3 separate regions of the Mus musculus genome follow, and all the other regions are linked to region 3. Evidence: chromatin contacts called from public promoter capture Hi-C data. All regions are on one chromosome and are shown on one strand. Each heading gives the region's core, a stretch centred on a gene start, on an enhancer-like site or on the middle of the called end of the contact. The rest is flanking DNA. Distances are from core to core; before and after follow the strand shown.

Region 1 (4,551 bases), core at 1,710-4,209, 2.8 Mb after region 3:
TTGTCTATAGCACCGATATAATGTATACCAGCTACTCCATAAGGAAATTTCCTTCCCTTCCTGGTAGAGGCTAACAGCAATGGTGATCTAAGGGCTTAACACAAATGTTTGAAAGCACTGTGACATACATATCACATTCATTTAAAACAGTAGCTGTGGTTTTCTCCCTGGGGCCTGTGACCTTCTAAGCCATGAATTTTTGTTTTGGTTTACAGTACAAGTCACGAACCTATGTATTTTAGAGCAGGACTTAAGTTGATTGTACCCACGATAATTGTGCCACTGTTGCATAGGCAAATCCTGCCTGGCATTTCAATACTGTAGCAAATAGTATTGAAATATCATTGAGCAGGACTGTTTGTGACAATTTTCCCTCAGCTGCACCTTTCAGTACTATGAGTGTCATCCAGTGAGGAGGGAACTTGCAGCTAAATTCAGTTTTATTTCTTTGTGTCCGACAACCAGAGTATGTAACGCCATCAGTAGCAGAGTCTTACTATCTAGATCTAGCATGCAGCAACAATAGAAGTAGTCTTTATGGTTTTTAGGGCTAACAATTCATATACTGCCTCTTGCACTGGGGTTTTTACTTGACAATGTTATGGTCATTTTTCAAAAGGTCTCTTCCTTTTTCATTGGTGCAAGATGTTTCATACACTTAAGCCTTTTAAGTCGTAATTTAATAATCCACTTTTAAAACTAATCTGATTATAATGGGGTTGTATGGCAGTTGCAAGTACCATTGTACCTGGTTGTTATCAGCCCTGTTCTTCACTTCAGTGGTTGTGAAAAGACTACATCGATTATCTCTTGGTGCAACATAGAATACTGAATTGGGTTAAGGCTATTTATGAGGACTTCAGTCATTGTTTGTGTTGCATGGCATTTCTTCTAAGAGGACTGTGATAGTATCCAAACAGGTGAGGAATAGTTGTGCTCCTCACTGACAGGCATAGGCCTTGTATCATCTATTTGACAGTTCCATATGGGGCAAGTTGATTTATGTAAGTGTGTAATCTACATCTGTTGTCTTCATTGGGATATTGAGTATCACAATGAAGTCTCTGGGTATTTTACTAGTTATTAAAATACAGCAGTGTAAGAGATTAATACAACTTGTCCTATATGATTTTTGTCTGATGAGTGAGATAGACAAGAAACCATATTATATGGTGTATCAGTTTCTTTTCTGGTATTTAGATAGAATGCTTGACAGATGAAACGTAGTAGAGAGGATTTATTATAGTTCCAAAGAGATTGAGTTCATCTTTGTTGGACCAACATGACTGTGGTGTGTTTGGTAGAATCATTATATCTAAGGTAAACATTTGAATGAAAATTGCTGTTTTTTCACTGGACCTAGGGGAAACACCAGAATGAATAGATGGTTTTTAGAAGTACCTTGACCTTGAAGAAATCATTGTAGAAATGGTGATTTTTTTTTCTATAGAGTCTTTTTTTTTTTTTTTTCCTGAAGGAGCTTTCCATCCTTTGCCCGACTTTGGTCACAAGACTGCCCTGGCAGACCTGGAATGTCTTACATTATTGAGTACTACAAACAGTACACAGTGAAGGCTAAAGTTGCAGTGGTGTGGTGTTCTCCTTCATGAAACATCTAGCTTAGACCACAGGCCTTTGTATGAGGGGCTTGCTTTATCCCCCTCCCCAAACAGCATTTGAACAGCTGTCCGAGGTTCAGCTCATTGAGGCCGTTCCTCTTTGCTGCCTGCAATGCCATATTTCGCCCGGAAGTGACCCCATTTCTTTGATTGTCCCATGTAACTTAGAACACTGACACATGACAACAGCTGGAAAGACTTGGTGGTAGGAGCCAGACGATGGATGATAACACTGCACCCCCCCCCACACACACACAAAATTAATATCTATGGGCTTGTCTTTTCAAACATTTTCTACTTTATAATCTATAGCTCTGAGTATTTTATCATTTTCATTAGCTTTCCTTATACTATTCTGGGTGTACATTCTTCTTCTTTTTTAATTAGGTATTTATTTCATTTACATTTCCAATGCCATCCCAAAAGTCCCCCACACGCTCCCTCAACTTCTCCTCCTCCTGGGTATGCACTTGCTCGTATTTGCTAATGAGAGGGTAACCTTTTCAGATTCAGAGTTATGAAGAGAGTGGAGTTACAGGTAAAAGGGAAGGTGTGTGTATTGATTTCTTTTTGGTCACGGCCTTTGTATCAGTTTTTTTCCTTAGGTTTGTACAAACAAACTCTAGAACCTTCATCGCCAGACGGGCAATATCGGGCCACTGGGCATTCTGTCGGAGATGCAACACGTTAGGCAGGGGCTCTGAGGCTCTAAGTCCCGTAGAGGTTTGGTTGTCCTTTTCTCAGCTTCACATCTTACATGCACATCTTCTGTTCATAGCAAGGTAATAAAAACAAACCCCACAATTTTAGGTGTGCTTACATTTTACGCACATGTAAGTCGGAAAGCCATACAACTACTTCCAGCCAGCACTTTGGGTGTTTGCCACTGTGGACTGGAAACTGGCAGGTTTCCGGAGGAGGTCGCTGTTTGGTGACACACTGGAAACACACCAGTTGTCGTGGCGCCAATTCCCCCTAACCCCTCATCACAGCTATCTTCCCCTCCCGCAGCCAAGTTTTTCTGGTTCAGTTAACGAGGGCCCTTAAGTGGCCACGAAAAGCGGGTATAACGGACCTGGGACCTCGGTAGGGCACCCAGGGCAGGAAAGAAAGCTCACGGAGCATGCGCAGGGCTGGAGGCGCGCGCATGCGCTCGGGCGGATGCCGGGGCTCCCCGGCTTCTCGCGGCGGCTGGGCGGCTGCGCGGGCCTGACGTGCCTGCCTGGCGAGCGGCGGCGGCGGCGGGACTCCGCGAGGGGAAGGAGCGCCGCCGAGGTGGCTGAGGTGGGGGGCCGGACCCGGAAGTGGGTGGGCGCGGGCGCGAGCGCGCGGGGATCGGAGCTGGGCGGCCCCGAGCCGGCGCGGGAGCCCGGGCTTCCCGGTAATGGGCCTGTGGGACGCTTGCCCCGGGCAGCCTGGGAGGGAAGGGTCACGGGCGAGCGCGGGTCCCCGCCAACCCCGGCCTGGGAAGACTCGGCTTCCTGCAGTCGTCGCCCGTGCTGACCCCACTCTGCTCCCCTCCTGGGGCCGCCGTGCCTAGTGGATTTCGGAAGGTCTGTCGCTCAGGAGCCATGCCGCGCTCGCCCGGGGAAAGCATGCTAATGGAGACTTGCGTTTCGTGGCCGCGCTGGCCTTATTGTCAAGGTCCCAGCACCCAAATCGGGACTGCGGTCCCGGCCGGCCAGTCTGCCTTGTTTGCGGTCTCGGCGGGATGGTGCTCTCTGGGTTGTGTTCTCTCCACCTTATTCGTGAATCAGGCCTGGAAGGTGTGCTGTGCCTTCACTTCACACTATTCTTTTGTTGGATTGTCTTTCCCAGCCCAGCTCTCCTGGTTCCCTGCCCTAAAAAAAAAGAAAATCTTAGCTGGGAGTGAATGCACTGTCGACTTTGTAATCTAGTTACAATGTAGGAAAGACTAGTTGACAACACCTTTGGGTTATTTAAGATGGCTATGCGGTGGAGCTCTTACCTGATTCTCACTCTTTTTGCAGACCATGAAACGGTGGGGCACGCCCCTTCAGAAGCTGTTGTTCAAGACAATCTAGTTTTGTTTCATCAATCGCCTAAGTCACGTATGAAGTTTCTTGTTCAAAAATTGCCGCATTGCAATGAAGAAAAGGAGAAAGGTTACTTCAAATCTTGACGAGAAGATCCATCTAGGCTATCATAAAGACTCTTCGGAAGAAAATGCTGCTGTGGAGTGTGGCCAAGTGACCTATACTCAGGCTCCAGAAAGACCAACCCCCGAAGCTGCCCAGCGTTGCCAAGAACTGCCTCCCTCTCCAGATCAGAGAAAGCTTTTGAGTTCTTTGCAGTATAATAAGAATTTGCTGAAGTATTTGAACGATGATAGGCAGAAGCAACCGTCTTTCTGCGATTTACTTATCATAGTGGAAGGGAAAGAGTTTAGTGCGCATAAAGTGGTCGTTGCTGTCGGCAGTAGTTATTTTCATGCGTGTCTGAGCAAAAATCCAAGCACTGATGTTGTCACCCTGGATCACGTAACGCATTCGGTTTTTCAGCATTTGCTTGAGTTCCTCTACACATCGGAGTTTTTTGTGTACAAATACGAAATACCTCTTGTGTTAGAGGCTGCAAAATTTTTGGACATCATCGATGCGGTAAAGCTGCTGAATAATGAGAATGTTGCTGCCTTTCAGGCCGAACTGACTGAAAAGTCGTCACCAGAAGAAACACTAAATGAGCTAACTGGAAGACTGTCGAGTAGTCATCAGTGCAAATTTTGTAGTAGGCATTTCTGCTATAAAAAGTCCTTAGAGAATCATTTAGCCAAAACTCACAGGTCTCTGCTCCTTGGGAAAAAACATGGGTTAAAAATGCTGGAGAGAAGTTTTTCTACCCGGAGGTCAAAGAGGAATCGGAAGTGCCCTGTCAAGTTTGAGGATACCAGCGACGATGAACAGGAGAGTGG
Region 2 (4,507 bases), core at 1,941-4,440, 2.2 Mb after region 3:
CTGGCCAGCCTGAAGAGTAATAAAACAATACATCAATCTTTGTTAATGTTCATCATATCTCCCTAGTAATATTTTTAGTCCAAAATGATTGTAAATTTTTTTTAAAAGGACAGTATTAAATTTCTTTTCCAGTAATTGTAGTGGCATTTGCAATTAAAGAGCACGTGCATTTCTACGTTATATATAAGCTAACTGTATGTGATTAAAGGGAAAAGCATACAGTTTTGAGTAAAATGAGAAGTGGGTGGAAAAACAAGAACTCCTCTGTATGCGACAACTATGTGGCTGCTGCTCTGATATTTTTCATTCTGCTTCTAGGTAACGAGCTTAATAACAGGTGATTTAGATGACTTTAAGAGCTTAAGAGGCTGGAAATGAACTGCACTCAGAAGCGGCAGTTACAATTTCAGTGCTTACAATATGTGGATAATGATTTAAACTCACAGAAAAGGTGCTAATCAAAGCCAAACAGGCCTCACAGAGAAGCATTGCCTTTGCTGTTATTGAATATTTTCTAGACCTTCCCGATGTGTTACTGCCCTGCAAGGTCCACGGTTTTCTTGTCCTCTCCCTCGCCAGTTTTGGTAGATCTAGTCTTGACTGAGAAGGTATTGTTTTGCCACATTAACACTCACTGGCTTAATAAGCTTGATCAACAGCAACTTCCAGGATACCACTTCAAACTTCAGGGATGCATTTCCCACTTATATGCAATTATGATTTAAAAAAATAAATCCCCCAAAGCACAGTGTGTGCAGGGAAAGGCAAATTGTAACTCCTCCCTCGGACGTATATCACATTAATGATGTTTCTTAGCCTCCAGATTTTATAGGGGAACTTCCCAGTGGGTTTTTATATAGCACTTTGACCATTAGAAACTCAGTGTATCACTCCTGCCTATAGACTTTCATTAAAATATGCATGAAGGCAGCAGGTCTTCTGACATGCATATCCCCCTCTCTCTCCCTTGCTCTTTCTCTCGCTGATGCTCTAACTATATGACCTTGCCTGGCCCACAGATTTGTAGATCAGGCTGGCCTCAAGCTCACAACCAACCTGTCTGCTTTAGTGTTGGGATGCAAGGCATGTACCAGTTTTGCGGCCTCTGGCAAACAGTTTCCATTTGGTCATCAAGAACTTCAGCTATCCAGCGTTATACTTAATGATGTCACTCATTATGGTTGACATTCAGGTCAACTTATATTTTAGTTCAAGTCTGGGTTCACTCTCAGGCATTGCTGCACAAATAGATCAGGGCAGTTAAGAAACTAGCAAGTCCCAATGCTGCTCTCAAATCCCAAGGCCATGTGGCACCAGATGCACCCAACACTACTTTAGAATGACCCACTGTCAGAACCTCATTTCCTTTTTTCTCTTTCTCCTCCCACAAAGCTCATGCTTGACGACCTGGAAGGCAAATAAACGAAACACTGCAAAGCCTTTATAGTCTTCGCTTAGCTTCTGGATGTTTTCTGGAGACAATTATCTGGCGATCCGGAAGCTTAGCAGGTTGCTCTACATGTGGATGGCGTACCTCTAAGTTTGCTGACTGCCTACACACAATTTCTTCTCACTAAATGAGCCTTGGATAAAGATGGCAACGAAGATGAGGCAAGTTTGCTGACGCTTTGACTGGAGAGCAAGATGTCTATGGAAAGCAAGATAGCCAGTGCAGGAATGGGAGCACGATAAGGCGCTATCTCCCTTGAGGCATGGAAAAATACTGTCATTTGGGAGCTATATATACCAAGCATGTTTTTGGGTTTGCTTCTGGTCTCCTGGACAGTCACATGACCTGTGAAACCCCACTGATGAAAAGGTTGTGGGTTCCCCGGTGCAAATACTTGCCTTCCTTTTGCTATGTTGATCGAACCAATCTATACAGGCCACTGTTGTTTGCCTTGAAAAATGATAAGACTTCTGGGTTTTACAAACCATATTTGTATGGTGACTTGTGGAAACAAACTGCATGTGTTTGTTATACTTAAAATAAGAGCACAAGCAAGAACGGTCAAAGGCTGTCAATAATTTTTCGATAAATCTTTATTCACTTGCAACACATGAAGGGGTTAGACAGTGGATTTTTGGGACATACTACTCCCAAGGCTGAGTGTCAACTTTAGGAAACGTTCAAGGTTTGCCTCTGCCTGTGTCTCAAGCCAAACCAAATAAGTGGTCTTATCAAGTACTAGCCAAACACAGAGCTTAATACACAGATTTATTACAAGTCACTCTTACATCATTATAAAACTTAAAATATAAATAATGCTATCTTCAAACTATTGTATTCTAAAGTGTCAGGAAACTGAAGGGAGATAAGGTTAGATATTGGTGGTGACAAGCAATTGTCAAATCCATAAACCAGAAGAAAAGGTGATTTAAGAATGCCTAAGGAAAAATGCAAACTTGCCTGATTATAATTTCTTTCGCTCACTTGGACTGGAGGCAAAGGATGAGAGGACACGGGGCAAAAATGTAAAGCGTCTGTCTTATGTTTGCATTACTAAAGTCACTGGATGGCAGGCTGCTCGAGTTATCACGCACAGGCAACATGTCTGTACTACATACGTTCCCTGTAAGAGCTCAGTCCTACCCTCAGTTCCTCAGCACCCATTTCCCCCACACAACACACTCACACGCTGGAGGGCGCGCACACACACAAACCGAGACAAGCCTTTAGCTGGGACGCAGATCAAAAACCGAGCCTCGCGAGCCTCCCATCTCAGGGCAGACACCTCTCTGTCCGGAACGCAAAAGTGCGACCGGGTTTCTCGCAGGACCCTCTGAGCGGACGCCCCAGGCCGACCCGCCCCAGGCCGGAGGTCCAACACCTCCCGGCCGGGCCGCCTCGGGGTCGGGTGGCCGGGCGCGCGCAGGCGCAGAGGCCGCGCGCGGGGCAGGCTGGAGCGGGCCTCACCGCGCAGGCGGCCCGGTGCAGCTCGACGATGTGCCTCTCCGCTGCAGTTAACTCTCGGCTCGCTGGATGCCTTGGTTCTCCTTCGGGCGTTCCCCACGAGTCGGCCGCGGAGCCGCCGCGGGCTCCTTCGGAAGTCGAACCGAGGGTTGAGTTGAGCTGCTGTCGGAAACCTTCGGCCCGAGGCGGTGGCCTCCCAAGCGATACCCTCGCCAGCGTCCAGATCCCCTGGGCGGCCATGGCGCCGGCGCGGTGGGAGGCGGGGCCGGAGGTGGGGCGTGGGCAGGGGAGGCGGGGTCGGTCTAGGGGCGGGGCGAAGAGGGGAGGCGGAGCACTGTTCAGTGTAGACTGGGCTGCCTCTCAGTCTTCAGCTCCCTCCATCTGGGTCCTCTGCAAAGAAAATTATGCATATGAAGACTGGAAGAAGGTGCCTTCTTTACTCTTAAAGTCGCTACTATTTTTTTCTCAGATAAAGGACGAGCATTTTCATTTCCTATCAAGCTAGATCGTATTCTGCATAATCATACTTGTTTAAAAAAATAATAAGAAGGAAAGCACCTTCAGCCCATATAGAAAAGGCTGCGTATTTGCTGGTCATGTGTGACAGGAATGAAGCTGGAATCACAAGCTTGGTGATATGGTTCATTGGCTCACTCTAGAATGAAAATCAAGGAAAAGTCTCACACAAAGAGTGTAGTGAAGTTTTCACAAAACCAAACCTAAAATCCTGTCTGAGAAAGTGACACCCATACTCCTACAAAATTTAGGGAAATTAGCACGATCCCAAGAAACAATTTTATGTGTTCATTAAATTAACAGCACCCCCAGCCTTGGATGCCATAGCCTGAATTTCAAGAGTAGGCAGTGTTATTGAGTAGTTAGTGCTCTTTGGTGTAAAGAGCTATTGGCAGGAGTGAATCCTTAGCAAGAGTGGGTTAGTTGGACAGGAGAAAGTTGTCAAAGCCACCAAAGACAATTCAATTCCTTTTTACACTGATTTACCCTGCAACTCCGAAACCACAATTTGATGGTTTTGGGTTGTTGTTTTTTTTTTTTTTTTAAAGATTTATTTATTATTTTATGTAAGTACACTGTAGCTGTCTTCAGACACACCAGAAGAGGGAGTCAGATCTTGTTACGGATGGTTGTGAGCCACCATGTGGTTGCTGGGATTTGAACTCTGGACCTTCGGAAGAGCAGTCGGGTGCTCTTACCCACTGAGCCATCTCACCAGCCCTGTTTTTTTTTTTTTTAAGATTTATGTATTTATTTATTTTATGTATGTGAGTACACTGTTGTTCTCTTCAGACACACCACAAGAGGGCACTGGGTTCCATTTTAGATGGTTGTGAGCCACCACGTGGTTGCTGGGAATTGAACTCAGCACCTCTAGAAGTGCTCTTAACCACTAAGCCATCTGTCCAGCCCCCGATTTGATGTCCTTAATCACAGATGGAAACAACTCTATTGGTATATTGTAAAACTCAGTGAATTAATAAATTTGAATCCTGTGTTTAAATGTTCCTTTACATTGGAGTAGTATATTTGCCATTTGAAGACTACCTGATGTTCTGAGGGACTTTAAGGAAATCT
Region 3 (4,257 bases), core at 740-3,239:
CACTGAACTATGTCAGTAACCTGTAGTGTTTAATCTTTCAATTATTTCCTAATTTTATAACTTCAAAGATGATAAGATATACTGAAGTTGCTGCTCCAAACGGAGTTTAGACGGAGTTTAGAAATATTAAGTGTTTCATCATCTAGCCACCTCCTAATTATTATTCCATGTAGTTAGGATACTATTTCTATTTTCTATCACCAAAGAATTGAATAGCACAACCAGTATAAGTGATGTGCTGGTGTGTTATCATATAAATGCTCAAGGTACGACTTCTAATGGTGAAAAACGGGAAAATAAATGGACGTTGATGAAGTGTGTCTTCTTTTGTCTGTTCCCGGGAAAGTTTATTTCGGGCATTTCCACTGGCGGAATGATTAGCGCTAACAGCTTTCCCCCTCCGTTTTATTTTACAGGGTCTCTTCATCTTCCTGATATATGGGGTATACAACCTAGAGGTAAGTCTGCTTGGAGTAGCTCAAGGCTGACAGCGTGAATGAGAGAAATGACAGGTTTCTTATCTTGATAACTGTAGAACAAAGTTGGCTTTCATATGAGTGTCCCACTGCCCTTCATGCTTGGGCTGGCTTATGTGCAGCCCAGCTTTACCATTAAACATGGACACCCTGAGTACAGGGACAGCCTCATTTCTCACTGGCACTGACTAATATTTTATTACTGTCTGAAGTTTTTGAATTTTCAGTGTTCAACGCTTAGCTATACCTGGTAGTTTCAGGAAATAATTTAACTGTAGTTCCATGGGGCTAGGAAGATACAATGCCTCATGAAACTATTCATAAAATACAGTTTTAAGGTTTCTGGGCAGGCTCAGAGAGGCCTGTGTTGGTAAACAATACACCGCTATGGCTTTAATTGCAAAATTTCTCAAGGAAGTTATTACAAGAAGTCATCTCGAGAAACACTATGAGAATATGGACGTGTGATTTCTTTAAGAAAACACACTATGTAAATAACTGTTCTCCAGGTCTTTTTATTAAAAAGTCTGTGGTGTATAAATACACCTAGGAAAGTTGCTGGTTTAGATTTTTGCATGCTCGCTGTGAATGCCTTTTATACATTATTAGGCACTAAATTAATATCTATTTGGTTTTGTCGATAGAACTTTTAATTTCAAGATTTTATCTAATTTCCCCCAACTGAATAAGGAACAACTTTTCAAGTTTCTAGGTATTCTATACTGGAGGGGTTGGGAGAGTGGGGTATGTATCCTAACAGAGATTTTAAACAAGAACGATGGCCAGTATTTGAGGCTAGTTAGTATTCAACGTAATAAGCAAATTCAGACAACTGAGAAAGTACGTGGCATTTAAATACCATCTGATGATGAAGTGTGTGTGGGCGTGTTTTACAGGACAGCTGCACCTGGGATTACACGTGGTTTCCCTTTGCGTAGCCTTCAGGTAGGCTGGCACTGAGACAATTTTCTGCAGCGGTCCCTCCTCTATGGCAGTCTCAAAGGCTCCTTCAATAAAGGCAAAGACAAGCGTTATTGCTGTCTCCATTCTGAAAAGGAGTAAAAGCTATCTGTAATCAATACCGTTACGAGTTTAAAGCTTTCAGGCAGAATCACAAGTACCTTAAGGAATCCTATTCTCTGTTTGATTTTGATTCAATACTTGGATTGCAAACACTAAAGTGAACCAAATGCCAATGTTCAGTTTTCAGTGTCTCCACCTTCCCTAACCCCTTCCTCTGCAGCTCCCACGCCACGCTGCAACACGCTCTCCTGGCGTCCCCGGACTTCCCGCCCCTTGGGCTCCACCTCCGGAGCGCCTTCTCCCTAGAAACCCTCAGCCACTGTCTGCCCCTCAGCAGGGCCACCAATCACGTCCCCTCGCTGCGGAAGACCCTCCGCTGTCCGCCTCCAAGTCCCCGCCCCTCCCACCTAGCCCCCAGCAGCTCCGCCCAACCGCCCGCTTGATTGACAGGCTAGCCAGGCGGAAACTGAGGCGCAGGCGCACGGGGCTCGCCGAGCGCCCCTCTGGTCCGGTCGAGGACTTCCCGGCAGACACCGCGCCGCGGCTGCGCAGAAGCGGGGAGGCTTTTAATTCCATTGTGGAGAGGACGGCGTTATTTTTATTAACTGGAGGCGACGGCGGCTGCGGCGGCGGCGGAACCCGTAAGTGTGGCCGGCGGGCCGGGGCGGGCGCGGGAGCGGCCAAGAAGGCCGCGGGGTCGAGCGCGCCGGGCCGGAGGCGGCGGGGCTGCGGACGGGAGCCGGGCGCGGTGCGGGCTGGGCGGCGGCGCGGCGGGTCCCAAACGCTGCGGTGGTCCCGGCCCGGGGCCCGGCCCTACCGCCGTTCCCCCTCTTCCCTCCTCTCCCTCCTCTCCGCAGCCAGGCCTCCTCCGGGGTATGAAAATCGGCAGCGGGTTCCTTAGCGGCGGCGGCGGTCCCAGCAGTAGCGGTGGTAGCGGCTCCGGCGGCAGCTCCGGCAGCGCCAGCGGCGGCAGCGGCGGCGGCAGGAGAGCAGAGATGGAGCCCACCTTCCCCCAGAGTATGGTTATGTTCAACCACCGGCTTCCCCCGGTCACCAGCTTCACCCGGCCGGCGGGGACGGCCGCCCCTCCCCCGCAGTGCGTGTTATCCTCCTCTACCTCCGCAGCCCCGGCCGCTGAGCCCCCCCCTCCGCCAGCCCCGGACATGACTTTCAAGAAGGAGCCGGCGGCGTCAGCCGCGGCCTTCCCTTCGCAGAGGACCTCCTGGGGATTCTTGCAGTCCTTGGTGAGCATCAAGCAGGAGAAACCTGCGGATCCCGAGGAGCAGCCGTCCCACCACCACCATCACCACCACCACTATGGGGGGCTGTTCGCTGGGGCTGAAGAGCGATCACCAGGCCTAGGAGGAGGGGAAGGGGGGAGCCACGGCGTCATCCAAGACCTCAGTCTTCTGCACCAGCATGCCCAGCAGCAACCGGCCCAGCACCACCGCGATGTATTACTGAGCAGCGGTAGCAGGACTGATGAGCACGGCAACCAGGAGCCAAAGCAGGACGCTAACGTCAAAAAGGCAAAGAGGCCAAAGCCAGAATCTCAGGGAATCAAAGCCAAGAGGAAGCCAAGTGCATCTTCCAAACCTTTGGTTGGAGAGGGAGAAGGTGCCGTCCTGTCCCCAAGTCAGAAACCTCATATCTGTGATCACTGTAGTGCTGCTTTCAGGAGCTCCTACCACCTGCGGAGACATGTCCTCATCCACACGGGCGAAAGGCCTTTCCAGTGCAGCCAGTGTAGTATGGGTTTCATCCAGAAATACCTACTGCAGAGACACGAGAAAATTCACAGCAGAGAGAAACCCTTTGGGTGCGATCAGTGCAGCATGAAGTTTATTCAGAAGTACCATATGGAGAGACACAAGAGGACACATAGTGGAGAAAAGCCATACAAGTGTGACACTTGCCAACAGTATTTTTCAAGGACTGACAGATTGTTGAAGCACAGGCGCACGTGTGGTGAAGCCATAGCAAAAGGAGCCGCTAGTGCAGAACCTGGGTCATCAAACCATAACAGTATGGGTAACCTGGCTGTGTTGTCTCAGGGAAATACAAGTTCCTCAAGGAGAAAGTCGAAGTCGAAAAGCATAGCTATTGAAAATAAGGAACACAAGACTGGCAAAACAAATGAATCACAAATGTCAAACAATATAAACATGCAGAGTTATTCAGTAGAAATGCCTACTGTGTCTACCAGTGGGAGCATAATTGGCACTGGAATAGATGAACTGCAGAAAAGGGTGCCAAAATTGATCTTTAAGAAAGGAAGCAGAAAGAATGCAGATAAAAGCTACCTTAATTTTGTGTCACCGTTACCAGACGTAGTTGGGCAGAAATCCTTGTCTGGTAAGCCAGGTGGCTCACTTGGCATCGTATCGAATAATAGTGTGGAGACCATTAGTCTTCTCCAAAGTACAAGTGGCAAGCAAGGCCCGATAAGTAGTAATTATGATGATGCCATGCAGTTTTCAAAGAAGAGAAGATACCTACCAACTGCCAGCAGCAACAGTGCCTTTTCTATCAATGTAGGACACATGGTCTCCCAGCAGTCAGTCATTCAGTCTGCAGGGGTCAGTGTTTTGGACAATGAGGCGCCATTGTCACTTATTGACTCCTCAGCTCTAAATGCTGAAATTAAGTCTTGTCACGACAAGTCTGGAATTCCTGATGAGGTTTTACAAAGTATTTTGGATCAGTACTCTGGCAAATCAGAAACACAGAAGGAGGATCCTTTCAATTTAACAGAACC

Evidence for each region. Promoter capture Hi-C pulls out the DNA fragments that hold promoters and counts their contacts.
Region 1: a promoter capture Hi-C map of pre-B cells shows a contact between it and region 3, with 3 times the contacts expected there. The contact joins the promoter of Zbtb41 here to the promoter of Zfp281 in region 3. A contact is called at or near these places in 3 of 39 promoter capture datasets (the 3T3-L1 cell line, liver and pre-B cells).
Region 2: a contact with region 3 is called in a promoter capture Hi-C map of pre-B cells, with 3 times the contacts expected there. The contact joins the promoter of 2310009B15Rik here to the promoter of Zfp281 in region 3. A contact is called at or near these places in 1 of 39 promoter capture datasets (pre-B cells), 1 of 115 datasets of contacts at active chromatin or transcription factors (embryonic limb bud) and 2 of 9 other capture datasets (adipose tissue and liver).

What each region holds. Positions count from the first base shown.
Region 1 is chr1:139,419,424-139,423,974 of GRCm38.p6, forward strand. Zbtb41 (zinc finger and BTB domain containing 41) reads left to right here and starts at 2,960. Exons shown (of 11, transcript NM_172643.5): 1 at 2,960-3,000; 2 at 3,611-4,551. The coding sequence starts at 3,728.
Region 2 is chr1:138,853,664-138,858,170 of GRCm38.p6, forward strand. 2310009B15Rik (RIKEN cDNA 2310009B15 gene) reads right to left here and starts at 3,191. Exons shown (of 3, transcript NM_001081226.1): 1 at 2,918-3,191; 2 at 1-9. The coding sequence starts at 3,154.
Region 3 is chr1:136,622,912-136,627,168 of GRCm38.p6, forward strand. It overlaps Zfp281 (zinc finger protein 281), which reads left to right and starts at 1,990. Exons shown (of 2, transcript NM_177643.4): 1 at 1,990-2,140; 2 at 2,361-4,257. The coding sequence starts at 2,375.